Regions from separate parts of the Mus musculus genome. Here all the other regions are linked to region 1. Evidence: chromatin contacts called from public promoter capture Hi-C data. All regions are on one chromosome and are shown on one strand. The core of a region is the stretch at or near the end of the contact, and the rest is flanking DNA. Distances in the headings are between cores, read along the strand shown.

Region 1 (4,145 bases), core at 794-3,293:
CCAGTAAGGTCTCTAACAAGTGAGCCTAGAGGCTAGATGAAGGCAGAGTGAATACATAGTTAATTTACACTTAAAACACCAAAATCCAATAGCAGGAATCCCAAAAACACAGGTGTGGAATCAGCCTTTTGGCTAATAATGGTCTGGAAGCAAGATTTGGTTGCAAATTCAATACTGCTCTATAATCATCTTGCCACTTCACAAACCTGTGAGAGCTTGCTATGTTAAAAGGAGGTTGGAAAGCCAGCGTGCAGGCTTGCAATTTTCTCTTTGCAGTCAGCGTGTTTCTGAATATCAACGTTTCAGGTCCTTTGCACAGGGGTCTCTCAACAGTTTCCTCACCTCTCTCTTCACAACACATTCAGTTCTCCCTCCCCAGTGGGTACAGAAGCCAAGAGCTCACATAGCTGCTACTGAAATACATCCCCAGCCCCAAGGTAATTTTCTCTCTGGGAAATGAAAAGCCAAATTAGGGCTGTCAGAGGTAGAGGCCTTGCCTACTAGTGTTAGCATATGAGTCCCTGCCAATAACACCAAACACAACAACAACAAAAACCACCAAACACCCTTTTAAATAATTATTAGGAGTTTAAGAAAATTTACTTAACCTTTTTCTAACTTGACATTTCATGCACAAATAGACCATTCCAAAATTTAAATTCTAATGGGGGAAAAAAACCCTACAGATATTATATTACATGGAGGATTTTTATTTTTTTTAACCTGATGGCAGAAACAACAAAATGAGGGTGGTTACTTTAAGGTCAGTCACAAATCTTATAGTGTTCAGAAAGACAATCTGGGACTTGGAAATAATGACCATTTATTAGATGCCCACAAAGGGTTATTGTAAAAAGAACTTGTAAATATGTCTGACCAAAGGTCCCCAAGGCCTCCAAAGAAAGTAAAACACAAGACAATTGAAACATTTACGTTTTCGCTGACTTATAACAACAGCTTCTGAAGAAGTGTATCTCTGAGCTAAAGGAGGGTAGTTAAAAAGTGGCCCGGAGGTTGAGAGGTAGTGACCCAACTAGGAACAAGAAGAGTGAATGGGGTCCCTGACTGGAAATTCTGATGGTGATTAACACTTATAAAGAGCACTTGGGTCTAGCTGGTATTTCAGGAAGAAACTAGAGAAGGGACAGGTCGAGCAGAGAACTCCTCCAAAGTCCCGAGCTGGTGCTGGCTAGGAACCTAGATTGCATGTGTAAGTCCGCTCGCTGTCTCCCTCCACCACTTCCTCTTCCACTCAGCTCGCTGGACACTTCACCTTTTAGGAACCTCAGGCCCAGGCTAGAATGCTGACAAGCCATGTCACACCCTTTGGTGTTTTCGGCTAGAGACTACAGTGAAAACGATTCTAATTCCCACCATACCCTCTTCGTAGAGCTCAGAGAAGCCTAGACACCCGGGGGACCGCGAGGGGATACAATGTATTTAAAAAGTAACAGTTTCTAAAAAGGAGCAACAAAGTAGTTAAGTGCAATTAAACATGGTTGCTCATCACAGCCTGGTCCCACCTTCCAGTATGTCAGAGCGGAGTTAACACGCTCACGCCCTCATCCAGGACCCGAGCTCCAGGAGCAGAGCTCGAAAAACCCCAAGGCGTTCCCCGTTTTCTCGGCTAAAGGGCAGGGTACAGCACAGGGGTCCTCGAGCCGCAGGACCCCCAAGCAGCGGACGGAGTCGCTCGGCTGCAACGGGGAAACAGCTGGCGCGGCTGCCCGAACCCCGGGGAGAGCCGCAAGGCCCGGCCGCCCCTCCAGTCCTCAGCCCCCAGCCGGGGTGCGCCCGCCGGCCGCGAACTCCCCACTGCCCCGCGCCGCTCCGTGGGGCCTGGCTCCGGGTCGGAGGAGAACCCCACTGCGCCCTGCCCGCGACCGTTACAGGGCCCGCGCCGCGCCCAACGCCCGCCCGCGCCGCCCGCCCGCCCGCCGCTCACCTTCTTGGGGTCCGGGTTCGCAGCCAGGCGCGCCTGGAGCTTCTCCACAACTTGGAGCGCCGACTCCGCCGCCATCGCTGTCACTGGCGCGGCCTCCTCGCCGGAACTGGGCTCGCGTCGCGTCCTCGGGCCGCAACTCCGCCCTCCGTGAGGGCCCGGCGGAGACGGAAGCGCGAATGGTCCCTTCCGGGCCTCCGCTGGGGGTGTGTGTATGTGTGGAAGGCCTCAGGACCCGCCCCCGCGCCAGACCACGCCCACTATATCACGGCGATCTGTCGAATACAGCACAGGTCACGCCCCCGACACGCCCAACCCAGAGCCACGCAACCAGCCACGCCCCCAAGCCTGTATTCTGCAAGCCAAACTCTGGCTTTAACTCTCACGCACCGCCTTTCCAGTCATACGCTCGTTTTCGCCTAAGGGTGGGTGGAGTCAGTGATCAGGGTCCGACGCGGCTCCAGGGACCCTTGGAGTGGAAGGAAAGAACTGACTCAGGTAAATTATCTGACTTCCACCTGCAAGCTGTGACACACCCTCGCAATAAAAGAAATCGTGTAATTTTAAAGTAACTTAACGGTATTGTAATTTTGGGAAAGCAATCCAGGCTGTCTGGTTTCAAGGCAATTTGAAACACTAGAAATAAAAATAATAACACATTATTAACCACCTTGTCTGCAAAATCAGAGAGCAGCCCCTTTTATTAGACTGTTCATGTGACATTCTTTTCTTTTCTTTCTTTCTTTCCTTTCTTTCTTTCTCTCTTTCTTTTTATTTCTTTTCTCAAAAAGGATTTCTATGTGTAGCCTTGGAGGTCCTGGAACTCACTCTGTAGACGAAGCTAGCCTTAAACTCACAGAGATCCACCTGCCTCTACGTCCTAAGGGCCAGGATTAAAGTTGTATGCCACCACCACCTGGCTCCATTTAAAAATAAATTAAATCATAATGAATAAAAAGTCATAATATATTAAAAACCAAACTGAACTACATGAGATTCTGTCAGAAAAGAGCCGCTGGGCGTGGTGGTGCACGCCTTTAATCCCAGCACTCGGGAGGTAGAGGCAGGAGGATTTCTGAGTTCAAGGCCAGCCTGGTCTACAAAGTGAATTCCAGGACAGCCAGGGCTATACAGAGAAACCCTGTCTCGAAAAACCAAAAAAGAAAAAAAGAAAAGAAAAGAGCCAGGCAGTGGTGATGCATGCCTTTAATCCCAGCACTTGGGAGGCAGAGGCAGGTGGATTTCTGAGTTCAAGGCCAGCCTGGTCTACAGAGGGAGTTCCAGGACAACCAGAGTTACACAGAGAAACCCTGTCTCAAAAAACCTGTATATCCCTGGCTGTCCTGGAACTCACTTTGTAGACCAGGCTGGCCTTGAACTCAGAAATCCACCTGCCTCTGCCTCCCAAGTGCTGGGATTAAAGGTGAATGCCAAAAATAAATCTTTTAAATAAGAAAGAATAAATGTTGAGGCATTGTCTCAGTAGGTAGCCTTGGCTACCCTGGAACTAGTTATATAGCCTGAGCTATATAGCCTTGGCCTGCCTCCAATTCACAACAATCCACCTGCCTCCGCCTCCGCCTCCGCCTCCGCCTCCGCCTCCGCCTCCGCCTCCGCCTCGGAGTGCTTGGATTAAACCAATTGACATCCAGGCCAAAAACCATCCCCCTAAAAATAAAACTTTATAAACATAGAGTCCAGAGAGATGGCTCAGTGGCTAAAGAGCTTACCAGATAATTGGCTGATGGCTGAATTTTATCCTTGGGACCATCCTAAAGGTGGGAGGAGAGAATTGGCTATCCTCTGACCTCTGCACACTCATCCTGGCATTCTGGCACATATGAATCTCTCTCTCTCTCTCTCTCTCTCTCTCTCTCTCTCTCTCTCTCACACACACACACACACACACACACACACACATTAAATGGAATATAAGAAAAGAAGGGAAACAAGAAAGGAATGAAGAAAGAAAGGAGACAAGTGCTGTCGTGGTGGTGCACGCCTGTAATCCCAACACTCGGGAGGCAGAGGCAGGCAGATTTCTGAGTTCGAGGCCAGCCTGGTCTACAGAGTGAATTCCAGGACAGCCAGGGCTATACAGAGAAACCCTGTGTCGGAAAGAAAGAAAGGAAGAAAGAAAGAAAGGAAGGAAGGAAGGAAGAAAGAAAGAAAGAAAGAAAGAAAGAAAGAAAGAAAGAAAGAA
Region 2 (4,145 bases), core at 538-3,037, 450 kb after region 1:
GTGGTTGCTGGGAATTGAACTCAGGACCTTCAGAAGAGCAGTCAGTGCTCTTAATCGCTGAGCCATCACTCCAGCTCCCATGGATGAATGTTTTGCTTATGTGTATGTATGTGTATCATGTATGTACCTGGTGCCTGCAGAGACCAGAAAAGAGTATTCGATCCTTTGGAGTTGGGGCTGCAGAGTGTTGTGAGCTTCCATGTGGGTGTTGGGACAGAACCTGGCTCCTCTGCAAAATGCTCTAACAAATAGGCTATCTCCCCAGTTCTGAACTCTTTCTTTCTTTCTTTGAGACAGGATTTCACTATGTAGCTCTGGTTGTCCTAGAACTTACTATGTAGACCAGGTTGGCCTAGAACTCACAGAACTCTGCCCGCCCTCTGCCTCCCAAGTGTTGGGATTAAAAGCATTTGCTACTATGCCGGTCTCTGCAGTTGAATTCCTGAGTTTTCTGGCTTTACCTCCTGAGTGCTGGAATTAGAGGTATATGCTACCACATCCAACTATGCAGTGTTTGTGATTGAAGCCAGGGCATTGTGCATACTAGACAAATGCTCTACCAACAGAACTGTATCCCCAGCCCCAAAGGGTACTCCAGGTTGGCCCTAAATGTGTGATTCTCCTGTTTCACCCTCTTCAGCATTTGCCTACCAGCGCTCATGGCCATGGATGGCATTATTTTTTAAGACATGTTTTCTTATTTGTAGCCCTGCTTGTCTCAAACTAGCAATGCACCTGCCTGCTGAGTGCTGGGATTAAAGATAGGAATGTGCCACTGCCACACCCAGCTGGAGGTCAACAGGATACAAGTTATAATGTATCCACGGCCCTGTGAGAGCTGGAGTCAATGCCACCAGGTACAGAGAGCAAAGAGGGTTGGTCTTTTTGCCTTGGGAGAAATAGGAGGACGCACACAGGAGATGAGGTGACAAGCAGAAGGGCGGATGTGGGAAAGCGGTGGGTGTGCTAAGGGAAGTTTGGGTAAACTTCAGAGCGTGTGTATGAAGGTAGGAAGTGAGAATACCAGGCCATGGATTTGGCCTTTGTTCCATAGGCAATAAAGAGCTTACACAAGAGGCGTCTCCAGAGACCAGCCATACTCCTGCAGTCAGAGAGGAAGCAGCTCTTAGCCATCTGTGTCCCGGCTTGTGCAGGCTGCTGGGTGCCAGCGCGTGGGAGGGCGCCCACAGAACGTCTCTGAATGTGGCCTGTGCGCTGCAGGATTTAGGTCCTGAGCTACCTTCAAAGTCCACTTCCCCCCAGGGGTTCTCTTGGCCCTAGTACTTTGTACATAGAAGGCATTGGGGGGACTTTTTGAGACCATGTGGCCCACTGCCGATTCCCATTTTAAAGAAGGAAAAGTAAGGGATATAGATGGGAAAGGACTTTCCTGGCAGCACCTGAGGAATGAATGTGGAGCCAGTGGGACTAGAAGTCATGACCTCTGAGCCACGCCCAGTCCCTTCTCCACACTCACTGAGTAAGAGGTGTTTGGTTGAGCGATGACTTCATTTCAGGCCCTAATCCCTTTGCATGGACGATTTTACTGCACCCTCCCAACGTCTCTGAAAGCGTTTCTTTTGAGCGCGGTCTTGCCTTCCAAGTCAGGTTTCCTCCGGAGCCTAGCCCAGGTCCGGGGCACCTAGCTAGGAAGGCAATGAAAACTTGGCTGGGTTCAAACCTTGGGCTTGGAAGTGGGAGGGCTTAAAAAAAGGACCAAAGGAGGCGTGGCCTGGCATACGCCCCGCCCCGGAGCGCTGACGCCACACAAGGCCCCGCCCCTCATTGTCAGTCTGGGGGAGCCTGAGCAGGCGCCGGCCGCTGGGAGCGGAGCGCCGGATCCTCCGGCGGCGGGAGCGCGGGCCGCAGCCGCTGAGGTGAGGCGGCGGCGGGAGTGTGGCGAGGCGGGCGGCCTGGGAGTCCGGCTTGTGTGCCGGGGGTGAGGGGGTCTCGGCCGGGGTGTCCCGGGGACGGCGGGGAGTGCGCGCGGGTTCTGGAAGCGGAGCCGGGAAGGGGAGGTCTCCGGTGGGCCAGCCGGAGAGAGTGTGGCTGGAGTTGGAGGGAGAGACTCAGAGATTTTTTTTTCTTCCTGAGGAGGGGGAGGGACGTTTCTGAGGAGACTGGGGAGACGCCGAGTGAGGGCGAGCGCGGCTGTGGCGGCCAGGGAGGGAGGCGTCGGGGTCCTCGCCGGGCTCCGCGGGGCGGCGAGCCGGGAGGAAGGAAGTGAGCGGACAGGAAGGGCCGCGGCCGGTGTGCGGGACGCGACGCGCGGGGGGCCGGGGAGAGGCCCGCGGCGGCCCCGGGGCGTCCGCAGCTGTCGGCCCCGGGGCTGCGGCCCGCCCGCCCGCCCGCGCGGCTCCCGCCGGCGCGCTGCTCCCGTCTCGCGGGCCAGACCGCCGCGGCCCGGGAAGGAATTCGAGGCATTCGCTTTGTTTAAGTTGCCAGTCGACAGTCCCGAGGACTAATTAATGGTGGAATCTGCAGGGGCACTCGGGTAGCCGCCGGCCCCCTCCCGCCGCCGCGGTGAACTTTCCGCAGCGCGCACCCCGCCCCGCGGCCCGGCAGGGAAGGGAGCCATGGCTTCCCGAAGCGCAGGAATGAAGTGCGGTTTCGGGAGCCGCTTTTGGCCTGCGGCTGGCCAGGCGACTAGCGAGGTGGAAGCCGGCGTCCCGGGCACGGGCACTGGCACGGCGGGGCTGGTGGGTTCCGCAGCCCGGTGGGGACCTCTCCGAGGTGCCTGCGGTTTCTGCTAATTACCTCGCAGGAGCCTCAGCCGGCCGAGAAAGACCCATCTTGCTATGGAGCATCTGTTTCTTCATCGCGTCAGCCCCTTTCCTAACACTGCAGAGCTTGTTGTGGCTTGTTTCGGAAATGCCGAGGCGGGTGCTCACACTTCGGGGTGGGAGAGGGGAAGAGAGCAGGCAGCCCCCCCCCCCATCCCCCTTCACACACCTCCAAAAAAAAAAAAAAAATCTCCGCAGTGTTCTTTAACCGAGCAGCTTGCAGATTCTCTGTCGCACCTTCGATGACTTGAATGACCTTGGGGGAAAGGATTGTGCTTCTGAGCGCCTCGTGGTGGCTTTTCTGTCCATTCAGGAGAAAATAACTCTCTGGACCTCAGTGCCTTTTGGAAGATATTTTTGAGATTTGGGGTTTGTTCAGGGTATTTCTTTTTGTCCTTTTTATTTTATTTTTTTTTCCAACTGCTGTCTGTGGTTCTGGCTTAAGGATCTGGACTAGTGACAGAGCCGGGAAGAATTCAGATCACCTAGGAAGATTTAGCAACCCCAGATGAGGGGAGGCTATTTCCTCTGGGAAAATCTGTACAGTATGTTCCAGATTGCCTTCTGTCACTTTGTGTGCAGCTTTGGTGGCATTTGTGTGGTTAAATTCTATAACCCCCTTAGAAAATTCTTCTCTTGTTAGAAATAATTGTTTTGCACAGAATTTCCCCTTGGGGCAGATTAAGGTTTTGCTCAATTTACTCGGAAGAATTTTCCAGGTTTCTAAAATTAAATCACTTTTCTAAACATAGCAGCTAAAGTTTGAAAAACTAGAAATAGTGGGATGGGTAAGGGATGGATTGGACTATGAAGGCAGGAAGTATAGGTTCACAGCTGACCATCCACTAATAACATGGAGTTTAAAAAAGATTTGTCTTCCTGTGTATGGGAATGCTCACATGAGTTCAGGTGTTTCTGAGGCCAGATCCCTCTCAAGTTTTTGTTATAGGCAGCTATGGTTGGGAGATGCCTGACATGTGTGCTGGAAACTGAACTTTGGTCTTCTGGAGAGCAAGAAGGGTTCTTAAACATTTTGCCCTCTCTCTAGTTCCCATAACATGGATTGTTTGTTAATTAGCCTTCCTCCATATTTTTTTTTAAAGCCTGAAGACCAAGAAAGGAAACTCATACTGTTGAGTTGTCATTCAATAATACTGAGTATTGAGTATATTACGTAGTCATTGCAAGCCTGTGAAGTGCTAGTTGAGCAAATTGAAGGTCAGAATGTAAAAGTGACTATCCCAAGCTCATGCATATAATCAGTAAGTAGTGGTACTGGAATTCAAAAGTCAAGTCAGCTTGGAAAGCCCACAGTTCTCTCCACCATGCTGCCTTGGGAACTGAGGAACTTAGTTTCTGCAT
Region 3 (4,145 bases), core at 711-3,210, 290 kb after region 1:
CCTGCATATATGCTTGCATATCACATGTGTGCCTAGTGTCTAAAAAGGTCAGTGGAGGGCATCAGATCTTCTGGAACTGGAGTATCAGACATTTGTGAACTACCATATTGGCTCTGGGATTGAACCTGGGTCTCTCCAGCCACCAGAACCCCACCCCACAAGTTAGAGCCTGAACTCAGGGCTCTTTGTATGGAAGAACGTGCTCTAACACTGAGCTGTATGCTCCTGGGAGATCTGTGTTTTACATCCCATAATATTGGCTTGGTATTGGACACTAACGGCCTTGTTAGTATTGCTGGGATACAACACCGGTGGGATAATTTATACAGAAGAGGGTTTTTATCTGATCTTGTGTTTGCTTATGTGTGTGTGGAGGGAGGTGCAGACGAAGGTCAGAGGAAGAAAGTGAGTGTCCTGCTCTTCCACCCTCCGCCCTGGAGCTAAACTGGCAGCAAGCTACAGCAATTCTCCGGTTGCAGTCTACATCAGCACTGGAGTTTACAGGTGCATGCGGTCACGCCAGGCTTTTTACTCAAGTGGATGGAGATTCACAGTCAGGTTTTTTTTTTGTGGGGGGGCGGGGTTTCGAGACAGGGTTTCTCTGTATAGCCCTGGCTGTCCTGGAACTCACTCTGTAGACCAGGCTGGCCTGGAACTCAGAAATCCGCCTGACTGCCTCCCGAGTGCTGGGATTAAAGGCATGCGCCACCACTGCCGGGCCACAGTCAGGATTTTAAACTTGCATTTGAGCCGTCTCTCCAGCCCCTAGGACAGGCTTTACAATTTACAGTTCTGGAAGCAGGGAAGTCCAACATTGAGAGCACGCGGGGATAAGGGCCGTCTCCCTACGCTGGAAGCGCAAAAGATGCAGAGAAGATCTAGAGTCAGGCATCAAACTCACAGCCTGGAGGCCTATCAGTCGGCTTTAATGCTTTGAGGGTGGAGTCCTAGTGCCCGAAACACCTCCCACTACCGGCCCCACCTCCCAGCACTACTACATTGGCCATCAAGTTCGTATCAAGTGCACTTTTGCACATGTCCGTTCAAAAACGCATGGGTAGACTAACAATAAACTTTGGTTTATAGGATTTGAGAAACATGATCTCCAGATATGTTTGGAAGCAGATCCCTTGACCTTCTTCACTGAGGTAGTGTTGGGACAGGAGTGACAGGTGAGAGGTTTATGAATAACAGGTATTAGTTTCTTGGAAATGAACCCTTTGCCCGCTTGCCTGGCTTTCAGTCGTTGATCCAGTGACCCTACCTACTCTAGTCTCCAAACTCCGAAGGGTCCCTGCTTTCTGTTAGCGTCACTCTTGAGTCAGATCCACGTTATTCTGTGAGGAGAAGAGCCAAGGAGGGAAACAGGCAGTTTCTCCAGTCATTCTAAGGGATGCTTTTCTACAGAGAAATCTCCAGCGACACGAGTCAAGTCACCCTGAAGTTGTGTTTTGACTAGAGCCAAGATGATCTATTGATGGAGCCCAGCGTGTGGCGAATGGGGTGTGCTCGGGACCTAACGCTCAGAACGGCGGGAGGGAGGATTGGAGATAAGGGACTCCGGCGCGGGGTAGCAGCGCCATTGCGGAGCGTGGCCGCCGGGACCCGAGGGGGCGGGGCTCCGGAGGTGGCCACGCGGCGGGAGGCCTAGATTTTTCAACCTCTTAACGGTGGTAGAAGAAGAGGGAGGAGCTTCGGCCACGCAAGGCCCGCTGCCCCGCAGCCTCGCCACTACCAGGGGCTCCCACCAACAGACCCCTTTGTGTGCATGCCCCCGCCCCGGAGGCGCCGCAGCCAGTGGCGCTGAGACCCCTCATTGGCTCAGCCCGACGGCCACACCGATTGGTCCTCGGAGTCCCCGACGTGAGGGCCGCTTTCCCCTCTCTCTTATTGGCCCGTCAAGCTGCCCGTCATACGGTCTCGTGGGCCGATTGGTCGGCCGCACGGAGTCCCTGGAAGCAGTTCCGGGAAACCCCGCGTGCTGCCGGGATCGCGTCTCGGTCCATGCGAGGGGGGGAGGGGGTGGCGCGCGCGCCATTTCTTGTCGTTTTCAAAGCGCCTCGCGCTGCTTCTCACGGGCCAGGCCGCCAGCCCCCAGCTCTGCCCTGGTGAGTCTCGCGCTGGCCCGTGGGGGGGAGGGGCCGGGAGTCCCGGTCTGACCGGACTCGGCCGGGTCCAGGCTCGGCGCCCTGGCCTGCAGTTTGGGTCTTTGCTCCGAGGCCCCAGGGTGGGGGTGGGGATGGGCCGGGGGCGGCTTCTGCTCCGGCCCGCCGCGCAGCCGCGGGCCTGAGTCCCGCCGCGGCGCCTCCTCTCTCTGTCGCTCATCCTTCTCAGCCCCTCCGGTGCCCCGGTCCCTCGGTCCGCTGTCCTCCGTGCGGCCTGCCGGTCTCGCGGTGCTTTTTCCCGCCTCCGCCCGCCGCTGTCCGCGGCCCCGGTCCGGGCGAAGGGTTTCAGGCGTTTCCCCCTGACCCCGGTGCTTGCCCCCGAGGCCTGCGGTCAGGCCTGGCCCGCCTCTCGCCCGGCGGCCTGTGGGATGTGTTGATAACCGGGTCGCGCCCGAGGGGGTGGGGTGAGCCGAGGGCGGGGTGCAAGTCCCAGGGTTACCTGAGCCGGGAGCAAACTTTTACGGGAGTCGGAGCCGAGGGGCCGAGGTATGGGGGGTGCCTCCCGCCCGATCCCCAACCTGCATGCTTCGAGCCGGGATTTGAAGGAAAAAATGACTACTAAGAGGCCGTGACACTTGGTTTCGAGCGGCGCCTGAGCTAGGTAATTCTGAGAATGTCATAGGCGCTCCAGTTTGGAAAAGCGCTTCTTTTTCTTACACGGTAGTAGCCATGTGGCCAGAATTTTAAGACGAAAGCCCAGGGGTTCTTGAAAGGTTCAGTCCTTTCTCGTTACCTGTTTGGGATTTTTCCCCCCCTTGCCCTTTAAAAGCAGAATGTGTCAGGAGTCAGTCGTAGTGATTAAAGGCTTGATACTCCCGAGCTGTGAGATAACCGTTAGCTTTCCTTGGTTCTTTTAAAAGCCCGTCTCTCAACATTTTGCTTAGAGATGTTCGCCACAAGTCAGGGAGAAGCTAGTACTGACTTCCCGAGTCTCCCAGCGGTCCTTATAAATCTTATTTAAATGACTTTATTTTGTAATTTTCTTTTTTTTGCAAAAATGTTTGTGTCAAAGGGTTCCAGTCACGTTAGAATATTTGCTGCATCCAGAAATATGGTTTGGCTGTGTGGCATTGTTGTTGAATCCCCCCTCTTGATCCGAAGGATTTATTTCCTAGAGTCTATTTTACCTTTTTTTTTTTTTTAGGTTAAAGTTGACAAAATCTGAACATTTTAAAAGTTTTGATATCAATGGTAGTCATAAATGTCTTGTGCTTAATACATAACTTGTCATTTTGCTTCACGCATACTTTTCAAAAACACTCCACCTTAACAGATGTTCATCGAACTTCTCAGTTAATTTCCTCTCCTGTAACATAGTATTCATAGGTGCAGTGCTATGAAGGTCTTGTTACAGAACTTTTGAGTTGTGATCTTCGTATAGTGTTTGTGGGGGAGGAATGGGAAAGCACAAATGTATGTCCACAGAAAGATTTTGGATTTTAGAATGCTTCTTTATAGAACTAGGTTGTTTTAATCAGTAAAAAGGTTCATCTTACATTTTACGTGCTAGTATAGTGGTTTCTTGTGCCAGTTTTGGATGTTTCTATTTTTTGCTAGTTCATCAGAATTTGAGGCTTGCCTTGAGATACATCGTTAAGTACAGTCGCGTCTCTGTAGACATTAGAGGACTAGTGAGAGCTTTGTGATGAGAAGTCATGCAGCTGTCAGGTCATTCTCAGAGTAACACCCTTCACACTCTGCTTCTACTATTGCCTTCCTCTTTCTCCTCTCATTAACTTCAACTAGACATCAGTGGATGTTCAAATGAAGAGTTGTTTTGTGTCAGGAAACAGCATTTGCACAGTGTTTGATGACTGATCAGGAATGGATTGGCTATCTTAAGCTATAGTGCTTGAGGGTGACTTGTGGTTTCTATCTTGTGTCTTCAGGGACAGTAGGCTTTTTCGTGAGACCCAGCTTCATCTTGCCTTTACCTCTGTGCTGTGACATCTCTTGAGCCACCCATTCTCTTCATCACAT
Region 4 (4,145 bases), core at 436-2,935, 260 kb after region 1:
TAGACCCCTGAGTCATGTAGCCATAAATAACTGGGCATTGGGAACAGAACACTCTAATAAAAGCATGGCCGGGAATCTTATTTGGAAAAAAAAAATTCCCCAAGTCCTTCAGTGTGTGTGGATGTATCTGTAAAACAAAAGAAAAGTCCCTTTTCCCAGCCTAGGCAGAGAAGTCTCCCGTTCAGTCAGAGACAACAGGCGTCTGGGCATCAAGCCAAGGTTTGGGGATATTTATAACTTGAAGAGGGTGGGAGTCCCTAATAAGCTGCTATATTCTTTTTCCATCACTTCCCTCTCCAAGGCTACAGCAAGCTGGGAGCTCTTCCCCACACAGAATCCCTGTTTTGCTTAGCCCTCGCCTTCCATTGTCTAATTCCTTCATCCCCGCTAGGGAAAGGAAAGGCTACAAGTCCTTCCATTTGGAGGATTCTGAGTGAATGCAGCATAGCCAACGCTGATGTTTCTTGGCCAGCTGTTGTGGCCTCGGAGATCTGTTTATGAGATTGTTGTTTCCCGGAGCTATAGAACAGTCTCTGCAGTCTTGAAGCTTTGTGCTCATCCTACAACCAAACCCTGCCCTTTGCCTGTTAATCCATGGATTCGGATTTCTATTCATGGCCCTGAGATCTCTGGAATCTGCTGGTGATATCTAGAACCTTTCTGAACGTCAGGCCTCTTTAGATCTCTGAGGAGCCAGCGACCACAGACCAGGAGGTAAGCCTGTCCGTTCTGTCCTAATCTGGTTTTGTGATTTCTTTGAAACAGAGACTACTAGCATCCTTAGGACTCCAGGTTGTCGCAGGCCTAAGGTTTTCATGATGTTGGGAGGTCTCCAAGATTCCTTTCAGCAGAGACACCCTCAAGAGTACCAAGTCCCTGAGTCTCCCACTCCAGGGCCAGCTATTTCCCTACACACCCTACCCCACCCCCCCGCTTCTGATTTCAATGTTTTGGCGACTTAGATGGGTGCACTTGAGCTCCGTCTCTATAAAAGAGCTCGAGACGCTCCCTACAGGGTTAACGTTGGAACACCCTGGGCCGGGCCGCGGACAGCACTCCAGCACCGGACAGGGGACGCGAGGCCTCGTGGGATATGTAGTCTGGGGTGGGTTGTGACTGCCGGAAGGCCTACTGGGAGTTGTAGTTCTCAGTATCCAGAAAGCGAGAGCTTCAGGCGGTGTTGGGAGTCCGTGGGCGGGGCCCAAAGTTCCATCCCGGCCAGGGAGTCTCCCAAGGGAGGGAAAAGAAGCCTTTTCCCGCTCTGGCCTGGGCTGTCAAATGAGGGGTGATCTCAGCTGAGGTCAGCCCGAGCTTCCACACTCAATCTAACCTCGCGGATAATATATGACTCAAAGATGGTCGTAGGGCCATGAGAAAAAAAAAAAAACACAGACGCTTCCTTTGCTGAGTCGTGCTGTGGTTTCCGAGAAAAAAGTATGTGTGGGGGTATTCTCACTGGTCTTGAAGGTCGCGGTCCTGTCTCTTCCCTTTTGTTCTTTTCCCTCCCCTGCTCTTGGCTGCTAAGTGGCCTTTGTACGCCAGAGTGAAACTCCAAGTCCCGTCAGGCCGCGAGGTGCGCGCACGCGTGATGGAGCTACCCGGCCACGCCGCAGGAGGAGGGCTGATGGTTTGGCTTCTGATTGGTCAGATATTTTACGATTTCTTTTCGCTGATTGGCTGGGATTGCTGCCGGAAAGGTCCCAGCCCGGAGATGGCAGAGCAGAGGCGTTCTATGGGCTGGGTTGAAAGCCTCCTCCCTTGAATTGCATCGGCCTGACCCCCCAGCCTAGGGGGCACCCAGCCAGTGCCTGCCCTCTCCTACCCTAACGTTGCACGTACTCGATATTAACCGAGACACGGAGAGTGGGTGACTCTTCGGGAGTCAGAGAGGAGAGTGACCAGTCCTGGGCCTTCCCCTCATACCCTGCGACCAGAACTCCAGCCCTAGGGAGTAGTGGGCAGGGCCTCTTGCCGCGCCTCACGTCCTGCTTTTCGCCTCCTTCAACGTTGTCTGCTAGCTGGTTTTCCTGCTCTCTCTCTCCCAGGAGACGAACGCTTGAGCCCGAGATGGCAGCCACCCTGCTCATGTCTGGGACTCAGGTAAGCCCCGAGGGCTCTGCTTACCCATCTTGCCCGGTGTTTCCCCGTCTGCAAACCCCTATAGGAAATTCCCTGGGATAAGCTCATTTTGCTATTCTGCTTAGTATACGGGCTTCGAGTTGGCTAATATAACCATATACAAGCATATATAGAACACCCACTGTAAGACTAAATACTGAGGAGAATAAAACCAAACAAGATGGGTGGTACCCTTCTTGCCAACAATCTGTAGGGAGAACGGTGTGTCCGGTTAACCTGGATGCGATATGGTAAGTATTCTGTTGGCCTGAGCAAGGACGTATTGTGGTGTGGGAAATAGTAAGTCGAGGAGTGGTTAATTCTAGATGTGGTGTCCAAGGATGGAGCGAAGAGTGATAAAGGGTGGGGAGAAACAGAACAGCAGTTGGCTCTAGAACTGGGCCATAAAGACGAGAATTTCACTGGTCTAAGAAAAGGAGAGCCTTGTATGTAAGGGTCCAAAGTGGGCAGGGACGGCCTGAGCGGGAAGCTAGTAGATTGCCCCTGTCTTTTGACCACATGTCTTTTTTTCTTCTTTCTTTATTATTTTTTTTTTCCTTCGGACTCTACAGATGAGACTTAATGCCACTGCCTTCTCGACATTTCTAACCATGTCTCTAATTTCAAGAAGAAAAGCTGGTTCTAAACTCCTAGATACCAAGTAGTGAGGAAGCGTTGTGTGATTTCAGGCCCCTGTGACATTTGAAGATATGGCCATGTACCTCACTCGGGAAGAATGGAGACCTCTGGATCCTACACAGAGAGATCTTTACAGGGATGTGATGCAGGAGAATTACGGAAATGTTGTCTCACTGGGTGAGTGAGGACTTTTATCTTGTCTTACCTCTTAGGGGTTTTGAAACTGTCAGAACGGCTTAGGTCTTTTCGATACAGCCTTGTTTGTTGTTAAGGAAAACCACACGGTTAGTTACCTGCTTTGGTGCTCATTCAAATCTTTAAGTGTGGGAAGATCCGTGTTTCCCAGTCTTAAATGAAAAGTAAAGTTTCTGCCGTTTCCGAGACTCTGAGGATTCTCGTGCCCTGAGTCATTAGCGGCTCTGTGGCCTGTTTGTACAGATTACTGACCAAACAGGTCTTACACTCTGGTGCTCGCCAGGACATAAATGCCCTATAAATGGTGCTTTTTCTCTGGGGCGCTGGAAGATGAGGGCTCTGAGGTGGGTTCACAGGAGGACAGAAACCTCCCTTCTATGTTTGTTTTGGCTCCATAGCTGCAGCGTTGCTTCAGGTACTTTAGGTCGGTTCTTGTCTAGAGATCTTTCAGAGGCGATCATCCTTCAAGTGTGTCTTCTTTCTTTTTCCTTTTATTATGTGTAAGTACACTGTAGCTGTCTTCAGATGCACCAGAAGAGGGCATCAGATTTCATTACGGATGGTTGTGAGCCACCATATGGCTGCTGGGATTTAAACTCAGGACCTTCAGAAGAGCAGCCAGTGCTTTTAACTGCTGAGCCATCTCTCCAGCCCCAGTCTTGTTTCAGAAGAACCACTGAATAGTCAGCTCACAGATCCTATTCAGAGGAGAAGTCGTGAGGCTGCAGATGCAGCTCGGTTGGTAGAGCGCTTGCTTAGCAGACTTGAAGCCCTGGGTTTCATCCTCAGTCCGGCATACAGCCAGACATAGGACTGAGATATTTTAAAATGTTTTTATTCTCAGAACAGAAGGCGACCTGACAGGTTTTCTTTGCTTGGACTCTCTCTCTCTCTGATGTCCCAGTTTCCTTGGAGTCTTCTTTTTATTTTTTATTCATTTTTAGGTGATACTAATAATGAGTTTCATTTTGACATTTTCATATACACGTGTCCAAACACTTGATCTGATTTGCTCCCCTCCCCTACTTCCTTGAGCTCTTGTCCCTTGAATTGTTCTTTAAAGGCAGCAACAACTCCAATACCAAACACAAAGTGAACAAATCCAGGAACAGGTGGAAGAGATGCCTCAAATGTTAAGAGTGGACATTGCTTTTGCTGAGGTGCTGAGTTCAGTTCCCAGTACCCATAGCAGG

The links. Promoter capture Hi-C pulls out the DNA fragments that hold promoters and counts their contacts. Capture Hi-C pulls out chosen DNA fragments and counts their contacts.
Region 2: a promoter capture Hi-C map of liver shows a contact between it and region 1, with 2.5 times the contacts expected there. The contact joins the promoter of Luzp1 here to the promoter of Eloa in region 1. A contact is called at or near these places in 1 of 39 promoter capture datasets (liver), 1 of 115 datasets of contacts at active chromatin or transcription factors (pancreatic cancer cells) and 1 of 9 other capture datasets (adipose tissue).
Region 3: a contact with region 1 is called in a promoter capture Hi-C map of pre-B cells, with 2.6 times the contacts expected there. The contact joins the promoter of Hnrnpr here to the promoter of Eloa in region 1. A contact is called at or near these places in 1 of 39 promoter capture datasets (pre-B cells), 1 of 115 datasets of contacts at active chromatin or transcription factors (embryonic midbrain) and 3 of 9 other capture datasets (adipose tissue, liver and pancreatic islet).
Region 4: a promoter capture Hi-C map of pancreatic islet shows a contact between it and region 1. The contact joins the promoter of Zfp46 here to the promoter of Eloa in region 1. A contact is called at or near these places in 1 of 39 promoter capture datasets (liver), 2 of 484 Hi-C or Micro-C datasets (muscle stem cells and natural killer cells) and 3 of 9 other capture datasets (adipose tissue, liver and pancreatic islet).

The regions. Positions count from the first base shown.
Region 1 is chr4:136,019,606-136,023,750 of GRCm38.p6, forward strand. Eloa (elongin A) reads right to left here and starts at 2,044. Exons shown (of 11, transcript NM_013736.4): 1 at 1,946-2,044. The coding sequence starts at 2,020.
Region 2 is chr4:136,467,974-136,472,118 of GRCm38.p6, forward strand. Luzp1 (leucine zipper protein 1) reads left to right here and starts at 1,788. Exons shown (of 5, transcript NM_024452.2): 1 at 1,788-1,877.
Region 3 is chr4:136,308,982-136,313,126 of GRCm38.p6, forward strand. Hnrnpr (heterogeneous nuclear ribonucleoprotein R) reads left to right here and starts at 1,961. Exons shown (of 11, transcript NM_001277121.1): 1 at 1,961-2,108.
Region 4 is chr4:136,284,382-136,288,526 of GRCm38.p6, forward strand. It overlaps Zfp46 (zinc finger protein 46), which reads left to right and starts at 1,686. Exons shown (of 3, transcript NM_009557.4): 1 at 1,686-2,100; 2 at 2,691-2,934. The coding sequence starts at 2,829.